2 separate regions of the Ovis aries genome follow, and region 2 is linked to region 1. A link is a contact called in public Hi-C data. All regions are on one chromosome and are shown on one strand. Each heading gives the region's core, a stretch centred on a gene start, on an enhancer-like site or on the middle of the called end of the contact. The rest is flanking DNA. Distances are from core to core; before and after follow the strand shown.

The links. A called contact is a pair of places that touch in the nucleus more often than the background predicts.
Region 2: a Hi-C map of blood shows a contact between it and region 1, with 3 times the contacts expected there. The contact joins the promoter of TEC here to the enhancer-like site in region 1. A contact is called at or near these places in 8 of 16 Hi-C or Micro-C datasets (blood, hypothalamus, liver and 2 more).

The regions. Positions count from the first base shown.
Region 1 is chr6:67,520,020-67,526,896 of ARS-UI_Ramb_v3.0, forward strand. TEC (tec protein tyrosine kinase) reads right to left here. Exons shown (of 19, transcript XM_060417079.1): 12 at 5,759-5,892; 13 at 2,462-2,536; 14 at 1,526-1,697; 15 at 1,187-1,403. Among named protein-coding and RNA genes, the nearest start is that of TXK, 16 kb to the left of the region's middle. Within about 2 kb of position 1,427, at least 7 of the 54 cell types and tissues checked have an H3K27ac peak or open chromatin away from gene starts, as enhancers often do.
Region 2 is chr6:67,663,675-67,670,612 of ARS-UI_Ramb_v3.0, forward strand. It overlaps TEC (tec protein tyrosine kinase), which reads right to left and starts at 3,346. Exons shown (of 19, transcript XM_060417079.1): 1 at 3,307-3,346.

The DNA of each region.
Region 1 (6,877 bases), core at 177-2,676:
TGGCCAAAGTACTACTTTAACAGGAACTAACAGTTCTACCAACATACTGAAAATAGACACACTGGGCAATAATAGGCAGAGAAGAAAAAGAGAAAGAAAAAAGAATGGAGGAGAAAGGGAGACAGAATAAGACAGAGGAAAATCAAGAAGTGTCTCTATCATAATAATTTAGAACCAGTAAAAGATTACTGATATTTTCTGGAGTTATTAACATGGCCCTCCATCTCTTCCCAATGAAGAAAATGAACCGAAGGATTTTTGTTATATAATAGTTTCTGCTTCTAGTCTAGAAAAGACCTTAGTATTAAGTCAAAAGATGAGTCAACCCTTAACTTACCCATTTATCACCATATGCAAATTATCTCACTTCTCTGATGCTAATTTCCCTATATAAGACAACGGTGCTCAGAAAATCTGTTATCACTGGCTACCTCATGAGATTCTTGTGAAGATCAAATATCAATGGAGGGTTATTAACTTGGAAATAAGACCACTGTAACTATATATACTACATGTATTAGATTTAATAAGATCTTTCTGTTAAAACTATCGGGCAAGTTAAATTTATCACATTTAAAAATAATGGGGAAATACTGTTGAGAACAAAACTTGGGTATGAATAAATCATTGCTTGTCTGCTGACAAAGCTATGGTTTTTCCAGTAGACTAGTCAAAGCTATTGTTTTTCCAGTAGTCATGTATTGATGTCAGAGTTGGACCATAAAAAAGCTAAGCACCAAAGAAATGATGCTTTTGAATTGTCGTGTTGGAGAAGACTCTTGAGAGTCCCTTGGACTGCAAGGAGATCCAACCAGTCAATCCTAAAGGAAATCAGTCCTGAATATTCATTGGAAGGACTTATGTTGAAGCTGAAACTCCAATACTTTGGCCACCTGATGCGAAGAACTGACTCATTGGAAAAGACCCTGATGCTGGGGAGAGATTGAAGGCGGGAGGAGAAGGGGACGACAGGGGATGAGATGGTTGGATGGCATCACAGACTCGATGGACATGAGTTTGAGCAAGCTCCAGGAATTGATGATGGACAGGGAAGCCTGGCATGCTACAGTCCATGGGGTCACAAAGGGTCAGGCACGACTGAGCGACTGAACTGAACTGAACTGAACTGCTGACCCAGATTACAAAGGAATTTGGCCAGGGACAGGGAAGCAGGTGGCATGATTACCAGGTCTCTGTGGATGAAGCTGTTTCTCTCCAGGTACTCCATCCCTTCACACACATCTTGACACATGCTCAGCAGAATATCTCTACTGAAATGGCCTTGTCTCTGCCGGAGGAAATTCAGAAGGCATCCCCTCTCCATGAACTCAGTAACAATGTAAATGGGTTTCTGCTGCGTGCATACACCATAAAGTTGTACTAACTTCGGGTGTGTCAGTTTCCTGGGAGGGAAGTTAAGCATACAGAGAGTTACTGCAGAGAAAGAAACCACCAGGGCTGTTAGCTGGCAAAGGGCCACTTCTGAATACAGAAAGGGGAACCAGAAAAAAACACAGAAACTTACATCATCACTTTAGCTTCTTCTATGAAGTCTTCCTCACACATGGCACCTTCCCGAATAGCTTTGATGGCTACTTTGTACTGAGCTCGCCACTTGCCGAGCCTCACCACTCCAAACAGTCCACTCCCCAACTCCCTCATAAAGGTCAGCTCTGAAGGGTTAATCTCCCATTTTTCTGTGAGACAGAAGGAGAAAGTGGTTAAAGTTTAAGCAGGAGAACACAGTAGAAATCAGTGAGAAACAAACTATAACCGAAGTCAATCTAAAAATTATACAATTAATACTATCACTGGTAAAACAGAGAGCAGACTTGCAACCTGCATGTAAACTACAGAAGGTGGCTTTCTACTCTCTAGGACGATGGACCCATTCTCAGCTGTCACAATAAAAGCAGAGTGAACTGAAGGAAAGAAGATGCTGCATAATCAGCTAATAATGGAGCCTGAAAGTTAAAGGTGCTCTTTTTTTTTTTTTTTTTTAAACAAATACCTCCTCCTTTACCATTCTTCTCCTTCAGGTTTTTTTTTTTTTTTTTTCAAGTCCATCAAGTTGGAAAGAGTTTAACCTGTTTGAAAGGCTTTCACCAGTAGCACAAAGACAATCAAGTTGGATCTCTTTTCTACTAACCTCCATCTTTACATTCCTGTGAGTAGCCAACCAAGCCTGGTGAGAACCAGGAAGACTTTGATATAATTTAGAAGTAACATGGTAATGCTTCTTTTTCACAAACAGGCAGGTTTTTTTTTTTTTTTTTTTGCCAAATAATGAATAATGATGAAAACAGAAAACTTAGGGTTACTACAGCTATTAAATATAATCATCTAACATTTCAGACTATAAAGACAGCTCCACTATGTACAATCCTACGCATCTAAACTGGCCTTGTGATAATGGGTTCTTTACAAGAAAAATTACCCACACAACTACAAAAGGAGTTACCGTAGCTGAATCCTGCAGTAGTTGGTGCATTCTTCCCCTTTGTGCTAACTGGGTACCGCAGCCTTGTGGCAAGTCCTAGAAATCAAAGAAAAGTATTGCAATTGAATTCACTCTGAATCATTCCGCATAGTAAAACACTAAACTAGAAATTCACCACAAAATTCATTCCTTTATTCACTTACTGCTCATCTTCTGTATGTACATACAGCCCTGTGCTGCTGCTGCTAAGTCACTTCAGTAGGGTCCGACTCTGTGTAACCCCAGAGACGGCAGCCCACCAGGCTCCCCCATTCCTGGGATCCTCCAGGCAAGAACACTGGAGTGGGTTGCCATTTCCTTCTCCTGTGCTATATGCTGGCAAAAAGTAAAGGAAGGAAGGAAGGAAGATGATCCTACGTTGTCAAAAGCAAGTCTGTGTGCCTGATGCACAGTGAGGCCAAACAAACCAAAATGTCAGAGTTCGGAGCAGATAAAGGTTTATTGCAGGGCCGAGCAAGGAGAATGTGTGGCTTGTACTCAAAAGACTCAAACTCCCCAAAAGCCTTTCAACAAGGGTTTTAAAGACAGTGCTGTGGGAGGGGATCATCTGATGAGTGATTAGTTCATGGACCTTCTACTGACTGGTGGTAGGTAACAGCGTGATGTTTCAGGAATCTCAGTCATCAGCCTTCTAGTTCCAACCAGTCTGGGGTCTACCTGCTAGTGGTCAGCAGGCAGTCACCTTCCTGCACCTGGATGGGGGTCTTAGTTTCTTCAGAGCAACTCAAAGGTATGCATCAGATTGTTATCTATATACTTTCAGGAGGAACTAGGAATCCGGTAACTCTAATCATGAACTGCTTGAGCCTGTCCTTAGGATTTCAGGGGAGGCTTTTTTTTTTTTAAACAAACAAGAAATGGGAAACACACAGGGGTTTTTGTACCCAGGAAGGCCCCACAGGGTTCTACTTGGTTTCACTACTGAGTTGACAATTTCATATTTTTTAAATATACATATGTTTTTATTCATTCAACATTATTTTTTTAAATGCAGTGTTTATCAGGCACCATGCTAGCATACTGTCTTTGCAAACACTTTAAAGGATGTTTAAAGTTAGTTTCCAAAAATTAGTATCAATTATTGTATCATGTTCTTTCCCAGTATGATTTGAATTATAAAATGGAACTACAGTAGTCTACTAAAAATTAAAGTGATTCACCTGACATAATTCTGTATTTGTAATCTCAGCATAAAAACTGGACTCTATAAAGAGGGAGATGGGAGGGAGGTTCAAGAGGGAAGGGACATATGTATACCTATGGCTGATTCATGCTGATGTTTGGCAGAAACCAACAAAATTCTGTAAAGCAATTATCCTTCAATTAAAAAATAAATTTAAAAAATAAAGCATTTAGTAGAGAAAAAAAAAAAAACAAACAAAAAATTGGACTCTACAACATTCACGATTGGGAATACCAGCTACTGGAAATCAGAGATGTACCTTAAATCCTTTAACTTAAGTTGCTTAAGTACTAAATAAGAAATCCCAGGTATTTCACCTATAGATACCTTGTAGCACAATGTATTTTCTCTAGTATACCATATCTCATAGTAATTTAATATTCTCATGTACTTCTCTGTCTCTCCCACCAGATGGTGAGATTAATAACATCTAGTTCACCATAGTCTCCCTACAGCCTGACATAGCTACTGGTATGCAGCAGGCATTTAATACATGTTTCTGAAATGAATTAACTGAGATAATGATGAAGAATAAAATTCACACAAGAACAAATAGAAATGGGGGAATGCGAACACTGAAAAAGAATAGAATAAAAGATTTAAAAAAGTTCTTTGGGGGATAAATTGATATGAAATTTGTTCATCAATATTAAACACAGAGTTGCTATATGATCTAGCAAATCCATTCTTAGGTAAGTACCCAAGAAAAATGCAACATGTTCCCAGGCAAAAACTTGTACACATATGTTCATAGCAGCATAACTGAAAACAGCCAAAAGGTGGAGACAACCCGAATGTCCATCAACTAATGAATGACACCAAACAGATAAACAAATCCACACAATGGATGATTATTCATCAGCGAAAAGGAATAGAGTACTTATAGAGGCTCTGACATACTATACTCAAAGAAGTTAGTCACAATAGACCACATATTGTATAATTCCATTTACATGAAAAATCCAGAACAGGCAAATCTGTAGAGAGAGAAAGTAGACTAGTGGTTGCCTAGAGCTGGACTGGTGGAGTGGGTTGAAGTGAAGTGAAGTGAAGTCGCTCAGTCGTGTCCGACTCTCAATGGGCAAAACTGTGGCCTCTGGTTTTGTTTTTGCTGTTTGGTTTATTCCCATTCAGTCGCAAGTGTAGCAGAGATTCAGGAAGATGGGAAACTTGTCTGGGACACTATTACTCTAATCTCTAGAAGCCTCTAACACAGACCTAAACCCAAGCTGTTCATCTGGTGGCTTCTGTGACAACTCTGACACAGACATATGTTGAATTTTAGTCTGGTACTGTTAAAGGGAAAAAAAAAAATTCAATGACACTGTCACAGACAGATGGTTCGGCAGGCTTCATTCAGCACCACTGTGACAGGTATTGGGACCACAGCAATGGGATTTTAGAATAGGGGAGAGAGACAGACTCAACTCCAAATACAGCATGGGCAAGCGAAAGCTTACAGCCAAGGAGAAGAGTGGGGTTCAGTGGGTGAAAATTACTACAAGAAACACCAGCGGAGGGAGGAGTGGGGATGGTTCTAGCTAAGCCAATCTAGCAGGAATCTTGCAACAAGATTATTCTCGCTGAAGATAAGCCAGGATGCCTGACAATCACCCAGGGGATGACTGGAGATGAGGAACTTAATCAGATATTGAGGGTACTTAGATATATATCAGATCTCAAGGGTAAGAGGTTCTGGTTAAACTGACATAGCAGGGTTATTGCTAAAATTGGACATTATAAGAAAATGTACTGATGGACCTAGGAGATGGTTCCAGAGCCTAAAGTTTGGTCAAGCAAAGAGTGTTTGTCAGCACCAAGGGTATAAATCACAAAAATGTGAACATTTGCCACCTACAAGAATAACTTGCATTTAAAGGTCAAGACTGTACTTCTTTAGTCATTATTTCTGATTTTTCTTTGTATATATCATTTCCTTAATATGCAATCATTTTAAATCAATGACATTCTACAACTAATTACAATATAAAATTGCTCAAGGAAGAACTCATCACAATGTCTAACCATATTTGAATTCTAACCATATTTGAAATAGGTTTTAACAGCTCACTTACCTGCTGCATTGTGCTTATGATATTCAATAATCTCAGGAATTGAACCAAAAGCATGTTTTTCTGCCAGATAATACTTCTTTGGAGATGTCATTGTTTCCTTTATATGGTAATGCCTGAAACCTGAGGAACCCTCGCTGTAACAAAAATCCAAATGTGTCAGAACTAAGTTGGAATAACATAACTTCACTTGTAAAATATTTTCTACCAGGGTCCCTACATATAGCCCCATCTAGTCTCCAACACAAATTTTATTTTTCCCCATGTTCTTCTTAGTTTTACCTTTCAAATTAGCAGATGAGATTTAAAGTGGTCACTGATAACATCATTGATCTCTTGCATGAGACTGTTGAAAAGAATTTCTACCAACTCTTTACTAATAGAGTCTTAAAACAGCAATTAGCTGGCTACTGCTTTTTGTCCCTGCTATTGATGTTACAAATGTTCAGAGGACCTCTAAAAGTGAATAAACTGAACTTATAAAACATGTACAACTTCTGTTTCAGATATCTTTCTGTAACACAGATCTGGAGTCATCTGATGAAAGTCCTTTTCAGAGAACTCTTGCTGGTGTTAAGATAAAGCTCAGGCTTCACATTTCCTTCTCAGGTTCCCCTCTCCTCCCTTGCCCTACCTCTCCCATTCTACAATCTAGTTACAATACGCTTTGCTCAGCTCACCAAGTGCTCCTTCACTTCTGGGTCCAGCAATTTCCTGTGTCAGAAACACTTGTTCCCCTCCCTCCAACCTCCACCTGCCTCACCCATCAGGTCTTAGATTGGATGTCAGTAGGCAGTATTAATGACTAACTCAGATGTGTCTGGGCTATGTACCCCCGTACCCTGCCACACATACACTCTGCCCAGCACTCACGCATCTATACCAGCACTGCCTGTTTGCTTCTCTGAAAGAAGCTCCCACCAGGCGACTGGAGGGCTGGTTCTGTATGTGCTTTGCTCAGTGTGGGAGCCTTAGCACCTAGCACAGTACAAAGTAATTATCTGTGGAATGCTGCTAAGATTTCTGTGTGTGTGCTCAGTCCCTCAGTGGTGTCTGACTCTTTGTGACCCCGTAGACTGTAGCCAGTCAGGTTCCTCTGTCCATGAAATTTTCCAGGTAAGA
Region 2 (6,938 bases), core at 2,096-4,595, 150 kb after region 1:
TAATTGTTAAGATTTCTTAACAATTAAGGAATCTGAATTTCTCAATAGCAACACCACAATCCAGAAGGGGATGATGAGACAATGCCTTCAAATCTTCCATCCTATAACTCTGCAGTCAGATAAACAATCAATTGACAGTGGTAAACATATTTTCAACACTTGCTGTAAAATGAATAGACAAAACACAAATCAATAAACTAAATAAAAAAAAATATACACCCTATGCAGCCTTCAGCAGGAAACTTATTGAGGATGGACTATACCAAAACAAAGGAGTCTACAAAGATAAGAAAGGCCTGTGCCATAGGCAACAGGAGAACTGATACAGGAGAGAAATGATGGGGATTCCCAGGATGATGACAAAGGGAGATCCTCAGGGTGACATCTGTGCCCATATGTAGAAGGCAGCCAGTCCAGACTAGAGCAAGAATGCAACTGACAGAATACCTGATGCTTCCAAGGGAAGAATCTGAAAATTATTCAAAAGCTTTGGGTAAAATTAATGATGAGTACTTAAAAAGCTAAATCAGTGAACAAACAAAGCAATTACTGACTCCGAAGAAAAGAAGTTGTACTTGGCTTGGCTACGAATATTGATCTAATTACTGTTTAACTATGGCAAGGATAGGAAAATAAGGAAGCTGTGGTTAGATGGGAGGTCAAAGGGAAAAAAAGAACCAAGTCATCATCTTCCACAGCGGGAAGTGAACAGATAAACCTTCAAACTGAAAAATGCAACAAGTATCGCCTACAAGGAATAAATATCAATATAACCAGCTCAGGGAATCACAAGTGTTTATTTCTGAAGAGGGAAAAATGTAACTTGGATTAAAAGTTTAAAACTAAAACTGAAAAGAGAGAAGAATATAACAAAACAAAAAGCATAGTGGCTTCTGTGCCCTTTTATTATTTGCTTTTGCTCTGTTTCCCTAATAACAATTTGTTTGGGAAAATTCCAGCCTTGTTTCACCTAAACAAAAGAAAATATCATTTTCTACATCTAGACCATGCAGCTGCGGTCATCTGAGCTCTGAACAGTCAGACTTAGTGGGAAAGTTAATAGTTATAATCCAAACCAAGAAGGACTGGCTGAGCCAGAGTAGAGATGCAAAGGCAAGCCTGGGTGGAGGCATGCTTGTAGGTGAAGACAACTGCTATGCCTTTCTCCTCTGGGGTTCTTTTCAACAAAGCTAGTCTCATGGCATAATCTCCTGGGACGGGATAATTTTAGAACTGCCAGGGACCATGGACCAATTGCACTCCTTTCTAGCAGACTCCAGTTAATCCAACCAAGGCAGCTAGCCTTCACAGCGATTGATCTGGGTTCGACGTCAGTTGCTCCACTTTGCCTGAGTACACTGGAAAAAGAACACAGTAAGGGCTCTGAAACGGGCAGCCCCATCATCAACAGCATCTATGCACCAAGCTGGGTGTCAACAGCCCTGTCAACTACGTGGACTATCCCTGCCCTGAACAAGAAAATGATTCTCTCCAGGGGTGGAATCCCAGGGAGCAGTGTAGTGGGATGGAAGCCAAGGAGCTGGAAGAGCTGGGGTGGGGAAGGGAGGCACCAACCAGGTCAACCTGGAGGAACCTGTAGGTAGAGATATGCCTGGAGCGCAAGGCTCAGGCTGCCAGCGCTCTGTACACACAGAGGAAGGTCTCTACCAGCAATTCTTCCTCAAGCAAAAAGTGGCCAGACACAGCCACAATGCCACCTGCCATCCTGTCCAGGGTCAACTTAGGAAGCAAAGATCGCCTTTTTCTTGAGATTCACTAAGATCTGATAAAACATAGACTCTGCCCTTGAGTGACTAGCTGCTGACAAAATATGACTATTTTGATACACAATAAGCAAGGAACAGGTTGACAGTGCTAGAGCATACATTAATATTCTTTTTTTTTTCTATTTGGGAAGATGTCAAAATTCTAGTTCAAGAACCTGTGTGTGGCAAACTAGAGGTTTGCCAGTCAAACAACACTGATTCCCATGTGTTTGCAACGCTTGCCCTATACAGTTCTACAAACCAAAATGTACACACCCTCTGGGAAGAATCAAGATCATTAACACAAATGCAGTAAGCACCTAGAACTGACAAAAGAATATACTGATCAGATTAACGAGTATTGGGAAAGTATGGTTTTTCCCTAAACAATGAAAATGTGCCTAAACCAAAAAAAAAATAAAAAATTCAAATACTTAAGGAGACTGTTATACACATTTTCTATTCTCCATGTAAATCATGACACTCCATGCAATTCTCAACAACTAACCTACCAGTATCACAAACCAACCTGTTAAATCCTAAACTTACTTGGGAAACCTACTGGTTTGTTGGAGTGTTTCCTCCTTTCTAGCTCTTTAGGGAAGAATTATCTAGAAAAAAAAGTGAATTCTCAGAATTTCCGAAGAGGAAAAAAAATGGGCATTCACTGGAAAAACACAGGGTATATGCTCAGAACACTTAACTATTCTGGATAAGCTTCAAACCCACTTAGCCACCAGTCATCCTGTTGTTCTAACTTAACACTGAGACCTACCCTTCTAATCAAGTCTTCCAGTTTCCAAAGAATGGCAACAGATGAGACTGTTTCCGAATCTGATACACAGCAACTTCTTGTTCTTCCATGGAGGAAAAAAAAAAAAAACAAAATCAAACCAAAAGGAAATTTAGGATCTGAAGGAAAGCGCACACCCCGGAGTCAAGGCCCTAGTTTTCCCAACACATGTATTCACCGACTCCCTGCTATCAAGATTCATACACAGTTTCCCAGATTTAAAAATGTAAGGCTGAAAAAAAAAAAAATGTAAGGCTGGTGGGGACAGGCACTCAGACACATGCAACCGTGGAAAGTCTGTCGATTCTGCCAACTCTCGCATCAAGACTTCGCTGCTGCCCAAGCAGAGAGAAGGAATGAAGTCCGCGGCGCGGCTGGGAAGTGAACCCAACGCTGAATTTGGGGCAGGGCGGCCTCTGTCCCGAGACTCAAGGAGAAGGGCGGGCGCTCCTCGGGAGAAGCCAGCACCGGAGCCCGGGAGACCGAGAGGCTGGGGCCGCCGGAAGGCGCGGCTACGCCGGGACGCGCACCTGTCCCTCCGTAGCCCGCAGGGGACGGGGTTCCTCACCTGGGGCGGCGCGCTCGGGCTCACGGCCGCGCGGGGTAGAGAAAATCCTTCCTGGTTCCACGAGAGTCAGCCTCTGAGCTGCTGGAACTCTCCTCTCGCCGCACACATCCCCACCCACCCTTCCCCGCCCCGAGTGGCGCAGGCCCTGGGCCGCCCTCGCCTGCCCGCAGCGCCCTTACCTGGCTGGAGCGCAGCGGCTTCGCGGAGCCCGGGACACTGAAGTCCGCCCGAGCCTCGGAGTCCTGTGCCTGGAGCCCCGCCCCCTCCTCGGCTCTCCCCGCCCCGACCGGCCCGGCGACCGCCCGGCCCGCGAGGGCTCCGCCTCCAGCTGCCGGAGGCCGGCGGCGACCTGTTCCCACTGCTCTGCTGCGGTGCTGAGACTGAAGGTGGGAGTGGGTCGCTTACGCGTTCCGACTCCCGGGACCCAGCGGAAGTTTCGAGGAAGTCGCGGGAACGTCCCTGGTGTTTCCTGGACGCAGGAACCTCCTCCTTCCTGCCCCCCTCAACCGCCCCGCGAGGACACGGACACCCCTGGCCCGGGAGAGCCCCGAGCAGTGCCACCTGTGGGTGAGCGGGGACTCGATCGGAACTAGGGACCGCACCTCCCCTTCCGCTAAATGGTGGCGAGCCAGGTGGTAACGCAGTGAGGTGGAGCGAAGCAGCCAGTTTTACCAAAAGAATAAGTCTTTTCTGTTCAACCTGAAGCAGCAGAGCGCATCTGATACACTTACAGGTCACGTGGTGTGTGTGTGCATGTGTGACCCCATGGAACTATCACAACAGGTCACGTGGTCGGGGTGTGTGTGTGTGTGTGTGTGTGTGTGTGTTACCAAAAGAATAAGTCTTTTTCTGTCCAACCTGAAGCAGCAGAGCGCATCTGATACACCTACAGGTCATGTGGTGTGTTTGTGTGTGTGACCCCATGGAACTATCACAACAGGTCATGTGGTCGGGTGTGTGTGTGTGTGTGTGTGTGTGTGTGTGTGTGTGTTCTCGCTCAGTGGCTCAGCCCTTTCTGACTCTCTGCGACTCCATAAAAGTCCACCAGTTTATGTAGGGTGAAAGGCACAGAGAATTTAAAGAACCTACCTAATGTCACCCAACAACAAATTGAAAGGCTGGAATTCAAATCCCTGTAGTCTGCCTCCTGATTTTGAACGCTAAACCACAGCTCTCCTGGCTCACCAAATTTGAGTGTCCACCATATCTCATGAGGAGAAGGAAATGGCAACCCACTCCAGTATTCTTGCCTGGAGAATCCCGTGGACAGAGGAGCCTGGCGGGCTATATAGTCTGTGGGGTTGCAAAGAGTCAGACACGACTGAGCCACTAAGCACGGCACAGCACATGTCTCATGAGCTGTTAGAGCCCAGAGAAATACAAGGACTCTGCCCTCCAGAAGCTTTTAGTATAATGGGGCGAAAGGGACAGTCAGTCATCAATAAGCAAGTGAAAAATGAAGCCATTGCAGGTGCAAGAAGCCTCCTGACTAAAATACAGTAGGGTGATGGATTTGAGAGTGTGGGGAGGGAAAGACCACAGATCTAGTTGTTCCCGAGGCTTCTCAAAGGAGGTGACAGTGGAGCTGGGAGCTGATCAGCCAGGTAGTCAGCCTGAAGATGAAGCAAAGGGAAAGTCACATTCATTAATCCTCATTCTACCTCCTGCTTGTTGGAGACCTAAAAGCATGCCTTCCTATATATTATCTCTCTTTTGCTCATACAATAACCCCGAGAAGTCTGATAAGATTCCTTTTTACAGAAAAAAAAAAAAATGTGATGATTAATGATTTGCCTAAGAGGAAGGGGCGATGGGAAGAGAGCACAGATTTGAACCAAGGCTTTCTGATTCCAAAACCTCTTTCACTCAGGTGAGGGCCTTGAGTATGATGTCTCAGAATGAATCTAGTAAAATTTCTCTTTGGTGATCTTGCCTCTTCGCAGCCCCAGTCTCTTCTCTGCTGCCTGTTGACTGGTTAAAGAATTTCCCCCAGGGAAGGTGTTCTTTGAGGGAGAAGAGGTCAGGAACCTTCTGAAAGTATGCAAAATGTATACTTTTGTGTGTGCACAAATTATAATTATGTAATTATGGTAATAAAGTTGGCTTTCTCCCAAGAAAAGATGCTCACATATATATGTATAAGGGAGAGAACTTAGAATTTTCATCAAATTGCCCCCAAAAAAGGTAAAAGTTACTGTCTTAAGAGTTTAACAGATATTTGTGGTGATTAAAAGAACTGATTTTCAGCTTTCTTTCCCTGGAGGGAGGCAAGTCTGGTGATTCCTGTTTTTGACTTGGTGGAAATGAGGCTCTTAAAGTTTGTGAAGTTTGATGGAAAGGGAAGCAAATCCCGATCCTCACATAACACCTTCATAAATCACTTCTCTTCTTAGAAGAGAAGGTCTGGATTGTCACTCTCTGATCTCAAGAAAACCATAGACTGATCTGTAAACAAAACATCTAGGTAAATGTAACTCTATTGGTAATAATTAGTTTCCATAACATCATACCATTTCCTGAAGAAAGCATTGTTTATACTACCAGTCAACAAGCATAAGTAGGTGATTAACACATGTATATCATCTCCAAAGCCAGTAGAGAGTACTGGCATTGGTTTTCAGCAGTGTTTTTAGAGATAATGTCAGAAAGAGAGCTTCAGCTACATTAATGAAAAGGTGTAAAACTGAATTCAGGATGTGGTAGACTTACAAAAAAATTTAACCTGTACTATTTCTTATGTGAAATGAGCAGTAGCTTTAATAGAAAACAGCATACATATTATGTATGACTGAATCCCTTCGCTGCACACCTGAAACTATCACAACATTGGTTGTTAATCAGCTATACACCAATACAAAATTTATTTTTTAATGTAAAGAAAGATCTAGCTGCAGTTTATGTCAGTGTTCTGCCTATGTTTTCCTCTAACAGTGCTATAATATCCAGCCTTAGATTTAGGTTTTTAATCCATTTTCAGTTTCTCTTTGTGTATGGTGTTAGGGAGTGTTCTAATTTCATTCTTTTATTAATATACGTAACTCTGAAATGGCATATATGGAAAAAGAATCTAAAAGAGAGTGGAGATATATATATATATATATATATGTATAACTGATTCATTTTGCTGTGTACCTGAAACTAACACAACATTGTAAATCAACTATACTCCAATAAAAAAATTTTTTTAAGAAAAGAAAATAGTATACAAGGTTAGGCTTATGTAACTCAAACTTTTAGGTTGGGCCTCTTCAAAAGAAGGAATCTGATGATGGACCTGACGAGATTTCTTCCTCTTCCTCCAAGGAGAAGATGCAAACATTCTTACTGCCCTATTTATTTTAATAAAATTGAAATGCAGAAGGGGGGAAAAAGGCGATCTATGACTTCTTTGAGAGAGGGACTTCCTTCTTACCATATATCCACATGGCTTCATAAAATTCATATATTTAGCTGAGAAATATCAGGTTGATATAATCTTAGTTCCTTGAGAAAAGAAAATGCCTCTTTTTAACTTACAGATAGATTCCACATGATGCCTGAGAAGACATGCAGAATCAACAAGGAAAGTTTGTAAATAAACTGGTGTTTAGCATTTGGAGCTTCTCCCACTCTTTTTTGTACATCTCTGGCCCCCTTTTGTAACTTTCTTCCTAACCATTGTCCACGCCCATCCAAGGTGAATAGTAAGTGTTTGTGGAATAAATGAATGATAACAACAATGATGCTAATAATGTAGACCTTATCAGTCTTGTATAGAGTCTGTTCCTACATGAACATCACTTCATTGTGGTGATATGATATGTCTGCCTCT